2 separate regions of the Mus musculus genome follow, and region 2 is linked to region 1. A link is a contact called in public ChIA-PET data. All regions are on one chromosome and are shown on one strand. The core of a region is the stretch at or near the end of the contact, and the rest is flanking DNA. Distances in the headings are between cores, read along the strand shown. Region 1 has its middle 19 kb from the start of Fzd5. Region 2 has its middle 14 kb from the start of Plekhm3.

Evidence for each region. ChIA-PET counts read pairs in DNA pulled down with a chosen protein or histone mark.
Region 2: a contact with region 1 is called in an RNA polymerase II ChIA-PET map of effector CD8 T cells, with 8 read pairs. The contact joins two enhancer-like sites. A contact is called at or near these places in 3 of 39 promoter capture datasets (all in embryonic stem cells), 1 of 15 datasets of contacts at CTCF or cohesin (large pre-B cells), 1 of 484 Hi-C or Micro-C datasets (bone marrow-derived macrophages), 4 of 115 datasets of contacts at active chromatin or transcription factors (effector CD8 T cells, embryonic stem cells and large pre-B cells) and 1 of 9 other capture datasets (liver).

What each region holds. Positions count from the first base shown.
Region 1 is chr1:64,755,008-64,758,727 of GRCm38.p6, forward strand. No RefSeq gene overlaps it. Among named protein-coding and RNA genes, the nearest start is that of Fzd5, 19 kb to the left of the region's middle. Within about 2 kb of position 1,709, at least 74 of the 459 cell types and tissues checked have an H3K27ac peak or open chromatin away from gene starts, as enhancers often do. A contact at or near this core is called in effector CD8 T cells, where this site is marked.
Region 2 is chr1:64,969,026-64,972,745 of GRCm38.p6, forward strand. No RefSeq gene overlaps it. Among named protein-coding and RNA genes, the nearest start is that of Plekhm3, 14 kb to the left of the region's middle. Within about 2 kb of position 1,871, at least 46 of the 459 cell types and tissues checked have an H3K27ac peak or open chromatin away from gene starts, as enhancers often do. A contact at or near this core is called in effector CD8 T cells, where this site is marked.

The DNA of each region.
Region 1 (3,720 bases), core at 459-2,958:
CCTGAGCAGTTTCACAAAACAGTGTTGCCAGCCAGGTTCCCACCCCGAAAGATTTAGATTTAATTGGTCTTCGGTGCAACTTCAACCAAAGGATTTGTGTCTGTTTTTTTTTTTTTTTTTTTTTTTTTTTTTTTTTATGGAAGTATATTATACATGTAGAAACGTGCATAAATCCTAAGTATGCATCTCGATGAAGTTTTACAGACGGAAGGTAGCTGTGTAACCACTATCCAACTCAACAATCAGGACTTTACTAGCAACCATGGAAGCAGAAATCAGGTTTGCCTCAGTTACTTGGGTGCTGTGTATGTATGCACACACACACACACACACACACACACACACACACACACACACACACGCACACACGTGCACACACACACCCAGTTCTAATAACATTAGCACGTGGGCATCAGGACTTTTTTTTTTAAGTCCCCTCAATTCTGTTTTGTTTCATTGAGGCAGGAATTCACCTTTAAATAAGTTAACTTGGAATTCACTATGTAGCCCAGGCTGGCCTCAAATTTGAATTTGCAATTCTTCTGCCTCAGCCTCTGGAGTACTAGGATTACAGGGCTGTGACACCATCTCTGTGTTAAATCCCCCAATTCTAACGTGCGTCTAAAACTGAGAGCCATTGTTATATGCTGGCTCAAGGTAAGGCTATGTAGGATGAACCCAGCCAAATGTACAAACAGAAGTCAACCAAAACAAAATGACTAAGGAGAAACCCAAGCTATACTTAAACCCCAACCCAGGGTGCTATTTCTCCTCTTACAGGCAGAAATCTTACTTCCTATCAGCAAGTCAACAGGATGGAAAAGGTGGTTGTTTTAAGCACGATCCTTCCTTTATAAACAGCTTTTCTTCTTCTCACCTCTTAAAGAAAAAACAAAAAACAAAATACAAAAAAAAACACCCAAACCTGCCGTGTGCTGCCGAAGTGACGTTTGCAGACTGCAGCAGAGCTCTGAGACCCTTTTATGCACCAAGCCCCCCACTAAATCCTCAGTGCATTATCTCCCTCATCCCCACAACCCCCAGTAATAACAGCCTCTCCCATTTTCCCCACGTGACAGATGAGGAAACCCCTGTATGAAGAGATTAAGTAACCTGCTGGAGGGCAAGTCGTGAGTAGCTGGCAGTGCTTAACTTGCAAGGATCCGGCCTGCTCTAACTCCATTGTGGTTTTATGTGCCGGTGCCAACTTGCCTCTGCTGTTACATAGTTGGACAAAGATAATGCCACGTGGATTTCATTCCTTCAGAGTCCAGGGCAATGGGCTGGGATACTGTGTCCAGAAAAAAAAAAAAAAAACACAGGATTACCTCTGGATACTGGAATGGACTTAGGGTCTTATCCCATTATTTTACTGAAAGGAAATGGGACCAAGAAGACAGCAAGAAGAACTGGGCGAGAGGAGCTCCTCAACACCCCCTCTTTCCAGTGGGGTTAGTCATCACTGGGCAGCTAGGGCTCTCCTGTCTTCCTTTCACACTAATGTGGGCTTGTGGCCTTCATTAGTTTGCTTTGGTGGCCAGTTGTCATTATCTAACAATTTGCAGCATTTCAAGAAGGACACATTACTGTTTGTATCACCATAAAAGCAGCCTTCTTCCCTCAGCTCGCAAGCCAGCTCAGGTAGAAAGCTGAGAGTCACAGAGGTGCATTAGAGACGCTTCTCTTCTCTCTGGTTTCCTGAGTTTGTTTGGTGTGTTTGGATTCCGTGTCGTGTGCGATCAGCCTTCCAGCATGTTTGTTCTGGCAGCAGAAGTGGTAGGGTGTGTGAAAGAAATCTCCCTGCAAAGTTTTCATTGAAAACTTAATGTCATTTGCCAAAGTCTTCTGTCTTGAGCACTTCCGAAAATGTCAGGCTGTGGCTTTCCTGTGTTTCCTGTGAGATTTTTGTATGTATGCCTTTTATTTATTTTCTCATTCGGCAGTGCTGAAGATTGAGCCCAGGGACTCTTACGTGCTGCGACTTCGGCCTCCCTTAAGCTATTTTCGTTTTTCTTCTGGTTTTGCTCTCTCACAGGCCAAATTTACCCATTCTTCTGTTAGCCAGGCCCCCTTGCCCTGCTTTGTTGGTTCTGCCTTAGTCTTTTGGTTTAGAGCTGCCCTGAGCTGGGGTATCTGGTCTATTGCTCTCTAATGTCTTCTTCTTCTTCTCCTTCTCCTTCTCCTTCTCCTTCTCCTTCTCCTTCTCCTTCTCCTTCTCCTTCTCCTTCTCCTTCTCCTTCTCCTTCTCCTTCTCCTTCTCCTTCTCCTTCTCCTCCTCCTCCTTCTTCTTCTTCTTTTTTTTTTAATTACACCCTCAATTACTCTTCTCTCACTAGAGCAGTGGCTAACACTCTAAGAAGCTGTTAGGGTGGGGGTAGCTGGGGAGGGAGCCAGAGCCAGGAGGCGTGAGCCAGTGCTGGCTTGCCAGCCTTCTCTGTTTACCCTAGGAGGCAGGCCAAAGTGTAGCCTTTGTGCTGAAGTCACTGGCGAGGGTAGCCACTTCTCTGCCTGGTCTGGTTTGTCCTGCATGCTTAGAACCCTAAACAGAGAGAACACCAGGCTTTGAAAGGCCTGTATCTCAAGGGATGGGCACAAAAAGTAGCTGATACCAAGAAGGCTTGCTGCCTGGAGGCTGCAGCAGAGTGCACCAGTACCTGCATTTTTCATTCCTCTTTATGTCAGTAAGCCCATAGAAGGTGTCACACTTTCAACAAGAGTCGAGAATACTCCTCACCCATTAGCTCTCATGGCAACACCTGCTTTGGCCAGTAGGATTTTAACAGACATGCTACAAGTACAGGCTAGAAAACATGCTATGATTGGCTTTCTTCCGTGTATCTATCTCTGTTCTTTCCATGAGATGAATGTGTCATGTCCAGAAGAAACCAAGGTTCCAGGAAGGGATGAGAGATGTGTGAAGGCAAAGCTTCCCCAAGGAAACTGCAGAAGCCCCACCCAGCCTAGAGCAAAGCTGACCCAGAGAGGCATGAGCAGAACGAGCCAAGAGCAATAGGTCTGCCTGGCCAGACTTCGTCACTTGCAGATGCAGGAACGGAGGAGGAGGGGATGGTGGTTTTAAACACTTGAGTTTTGAGGCTATTTGCTGTTCAGCAATAATGATGGTTTCATATCTTCAGAGCTGCTGTCGTTGCCTACTATGATGATGATGACGACGACAATGACAAAGACAATGATATGAGTAACTTGAAACAAAAACACTTTGCAAATGTCCGTTGTGAGAACTTGGAGAATAGGCCAAATAGTCTCTATATGGGAATGAGCTTAAATCCACTCCCATGCTCAATTTATTCTATAGACTTTTAACTTCCTTGTCTATTATCATAGAATTACAGAACTGGCTTGCAAACTGTGAACATGAGGCATCAGAAAGTTCGTTCCGGGCTTAGATGTTCACTGCAAAAGTTGAGAGAGGGGTGGGAAATGTAGGCAAGAACTCAGAGGGCTATTTTAATCTGGGTATAAAATGTTATACCCAACTAGGGATGGTAGCATGTGCCTTTAATCAAAACACTTGGGAAGCAAGTGAATCTCTAGTTTCAGAGCAGCCTGGTCCACATAAGCATTCCAATCCATGATTTAAAAAAGGAAGTTCCATCCAAATAAACGGCACAGGTGGAGAGAACTGTGAGATAAATGCCTTTGAAGATTTGTCAACCCTGAGAGGAAGACTTTAAGCCCAGATACAAAATGAGCTCTCAT
Region 2 (3,720 bases), core at 621-3,120, 210 kb after region 1:
CAACATGCATATATATCTTTACTTTCCTTACTCAAATTAAAGCCATTTGAGAAGTATTGTGCTGGCTAGTTTTATGTCAGCTTGACATAAGCTGGTCACTGGAGAGGAAGGAGCCTCAAATGAGACAATGCCTCCATAAGACTGAGCTATCTGCATAGCTGAAGGGCATTTCCTTAATTAGTGACTTCTATGGAAGAGATCATTGTGGATGATTCCACCCTAGTCTATCGGCACTAGGTTCTATATGAGCAAGCCATGAGGAGCAAGCTAGCAGCACTCCTCCAAGGCCTCTGCACCAGCTCTTGCTTCCAGGTTCCTGTCCTTTTGGATTCCTGCCCTGACTTCCTTCAATGATGAACTGTGCTGTGGAAGTGTAAACTGAATAAACCCTTTCCTCCCCAACTTGCTTTTGGTCATGATGTTTCATCACAGCCATAGTAATCCTAACTAAGACAAAGATTAAGATCACAAGCACAATAATGTTCTAAAGTATAAGAGCATGTGCTGTTCAGTAGTAGGCACTCACCACCCCCCCACCAAGGCTGTAGCCACCATTAAATGTTGAAATGGTCCCCTAAGGGCTGATAACTAGCTTTTCTCAGCAAACTTTCTATTTGTCCCAACTCCCTAAGGAACTTCCTCAGATCTAACACCTAGAGTATTAATTCCTGACCCTGTTTGCTGGATTGGTATCTCTACGTCCCTGCCTTTGAATTATAGCTAGGATCCTCTCTAATTAGTTGATAGCTAGGTCATAATGTTTCAAAGTCTTTTGAGCACCATGCCTACAAACTTTCCACAAAGCAAAATATTCAATGATTCGACATCACCTCTGCCTACCAAAGCTCTTTAACCAGTGCTCAAAAGTAAGTGATAGAACTTATAGAAAAGTCTCTAACCATGTAATTTGAACATGACCAATCAATCAACATATTCTAGAGACATCTCTTGTCTAGGTAGAGGACCTAGAGTCACCATGGGTCACTATGCATTACTATGAATGAGGAAGTATTTAAAATCCTACAAAAGAGAAAGTGCCACAATCCTGATGTAGGATGGAACCATTTGAATGATATGTTATCGATTTCCTTCTGGGAAAAGTCCAGAACTCCAATAAAGTTTTTACATAAGATGGGCAGTGTACAGAAACTTTAGGACCCTCAAGAGTTTTTCTTACAAGTTGAATATCCCAGAGAACAAAGTGGAAAAGAAAGCTTAGAGTATAGGGAATCAGTGTACATGAAAGAAAGGGAAAGAAGTTTAACTGAGCAGAGGAAAAGGTATAGCCATGAGGTCCAACTACAGCCTCAGCTAACCCCACAAAGACCTCCAAACAGGGAGGGGTCCTCAGATGTTTGGCAAAGATTCTGAAGTCACCAGAGAACAGTTGTATGTTGTCAAAATGGCCAGCCATAAGAAAACAGTTTTTGATTAGTGAAATATCATAATCTGAGCTCTAGAAACACATAGCCAAATTTGTACTTCTAGATATACATCAAAGAACATCAAGTTTATACTCACAGTCAGGCTTTGAAAATCAGTAGAGGCTAGCTCTAGCATGGCACTATCCAAGATGGCCAGGACATTATTCTCCCACATCCCTCAATTACTGGAAGTGGCCCTTTATAATAGGAGGGGCACAGCCTTGGACAAGGCAACTTCTGCAGTTGATGCTCTGACGAGGCTGACTGTTGAGTGAAGTCTGTTGACTTCACTGCGAACCCTCAGAAGCAGCAAGGAGTCCTCCCTGCTGGAGCACCTAAACAGTCTACTGTGCTTGCCAGGGAAACCGCCCTCCCCAGGACACTGTAGAGCTAAAGTACAAACAGATGAGATCACTAGCAGTCCAAACAGGAAATGCATCTCAGGAAGTGACACTGACAAAGGAAACTACAGAAGGTTTGAGAATCACACAGAACCTCTAATGGGGCAAGGCTGTCGTGCAAGGGAGGATATGTTATGATCTCAGCATCTGGGAGGTGGAGCAGATGCCAGCTCCAGCTTCAGCTACATAGTGAGTTCTAGGCCAAAATTGGCGACAGAGAGACTCTGTCTCAAAGCAAAGCTTCGAGCCTGCCCTGGAGGCTAAGTAGAGTTGAGGTATAAAAGTAGAGGGGACTGAACAGAAGCAGTATTGCAGTGGGGTTAACACAGTGCCTCCAGCATTAGTTTGGGGCCTTACACAAATGGTTTCTCTTTGTCTCAGTTTCCCATGGAGTCAATAGGGATAATGATGATGATGGTGGTGTGATGATTTCAACAATAACAGTAAAGATATTATCTCTCTAGTCTGTTGTAGAAATGAGTCAATGTATTCTCTCTGGCAATATTTGTCCCCCAAGAAATGGCCTGTTCTTGCAAGAAAATAGAAGAGCAAGACTAGGTGACTTTTAATCTGAAGTGAGGACTACTCTCTTCACCAAGAATGAAGTTTTGCTTGGGCTTGCTGCGGTGAGAAAAAAGCTTAAAAAACAGAAATAAAAACAAAAAACAAAAAAAACAAAACACTACAATGTGCTCAGAACTAATTTGCCAAAAACCTTTTTTTTTTTTTTTTTTTTTTTTTTTTTGGTTTTTCGAGACAGGGTTTCTCTGTATAGCCCTGGCTGTCCTGGAACTCACTTTGTAGACCAGGCTAGCCTCGAACTCAGAAATCCGCCTGCCTCTGCCTCCCAAGTGCTGGGATTAAAAAGTGTGCGCCACCATGCCCAGCTCAAAAACCTTTTTGAAAGATAGTGAGAAGTTCATCTCACCAGGATGGTTCTCCATAGCAGTCAAAATATGCGAAAACAGACAGGTGAGCTCAGTTTCCCTGCCTAGGCCCTGTCAACAGGATATCTGTTAATACCTTAGCTACCAGATGCTAACCTCTCTACTGCATCTCCAGCTGCATCCACTCCTCAGGCCTTAGAGGACTTTCCTATTACAGTTTTCTGGTGATGTAACAAAATACCAGAGGCCGGATAACTGATAAGATGAGAAGTTTCTTTTAGCTGTTTGTTTTGCTCCAGATTCTGGAGGTCTTGGCATCCAGGTCCAGCCTTCTTCCTACATTGTAATAGGAAGGAGGATGACTCATGGGGAGAGAGCAATCTTCCTAGTTTGGGCCTCTCTTTCTTATAAAACCATCAATATGATCCTGCCTCACCCTCACTACCTCCCAAGAGGCTCTCCTACCAATATTATCAACATATAAATTTGTGAATTAAGTTTCCAACCTGTTAGCTTCTGGGGAGACACATTCAAACCACAATGGGGACAAACTGACATCTAGTCAGCCCCCAGGAAGACAAGCCCTGAAAGAAAAGGCACTTAGAACATGTCCACAAAGCTCCAAGGCAGGGAATTCAGAAGCCCTAGATACCTAGTGAGAACGGGGTGGGAGTGTTCCAGGTTATCTGTTGGCCTGGGAAAGAAGTAGCCAGAGTGGGTACCTTAAGCATAGACCCTAATTAGCAGCTCAGGTGCTCAATCCAAGGATATCTGGAGGTTCTACTGATGATCAACACTTTTAAATTTATTATCTGTGTGTGTCTGTGTGGGGGTGTGGGGGTGTGTGTGTGTCACATCATGCATATACAGGTCGGAGGACCACCCTGTGGAGTTGGTTCTCCTAACTTCACTTGGTTTCTAGAGACTGAACCTCAGGATGCCAGGCTAGTTCTGCCAACGCCCTTACCAGAGGAGCAGCTCACTGGCACTGGATCAAGCCTTTAAAGG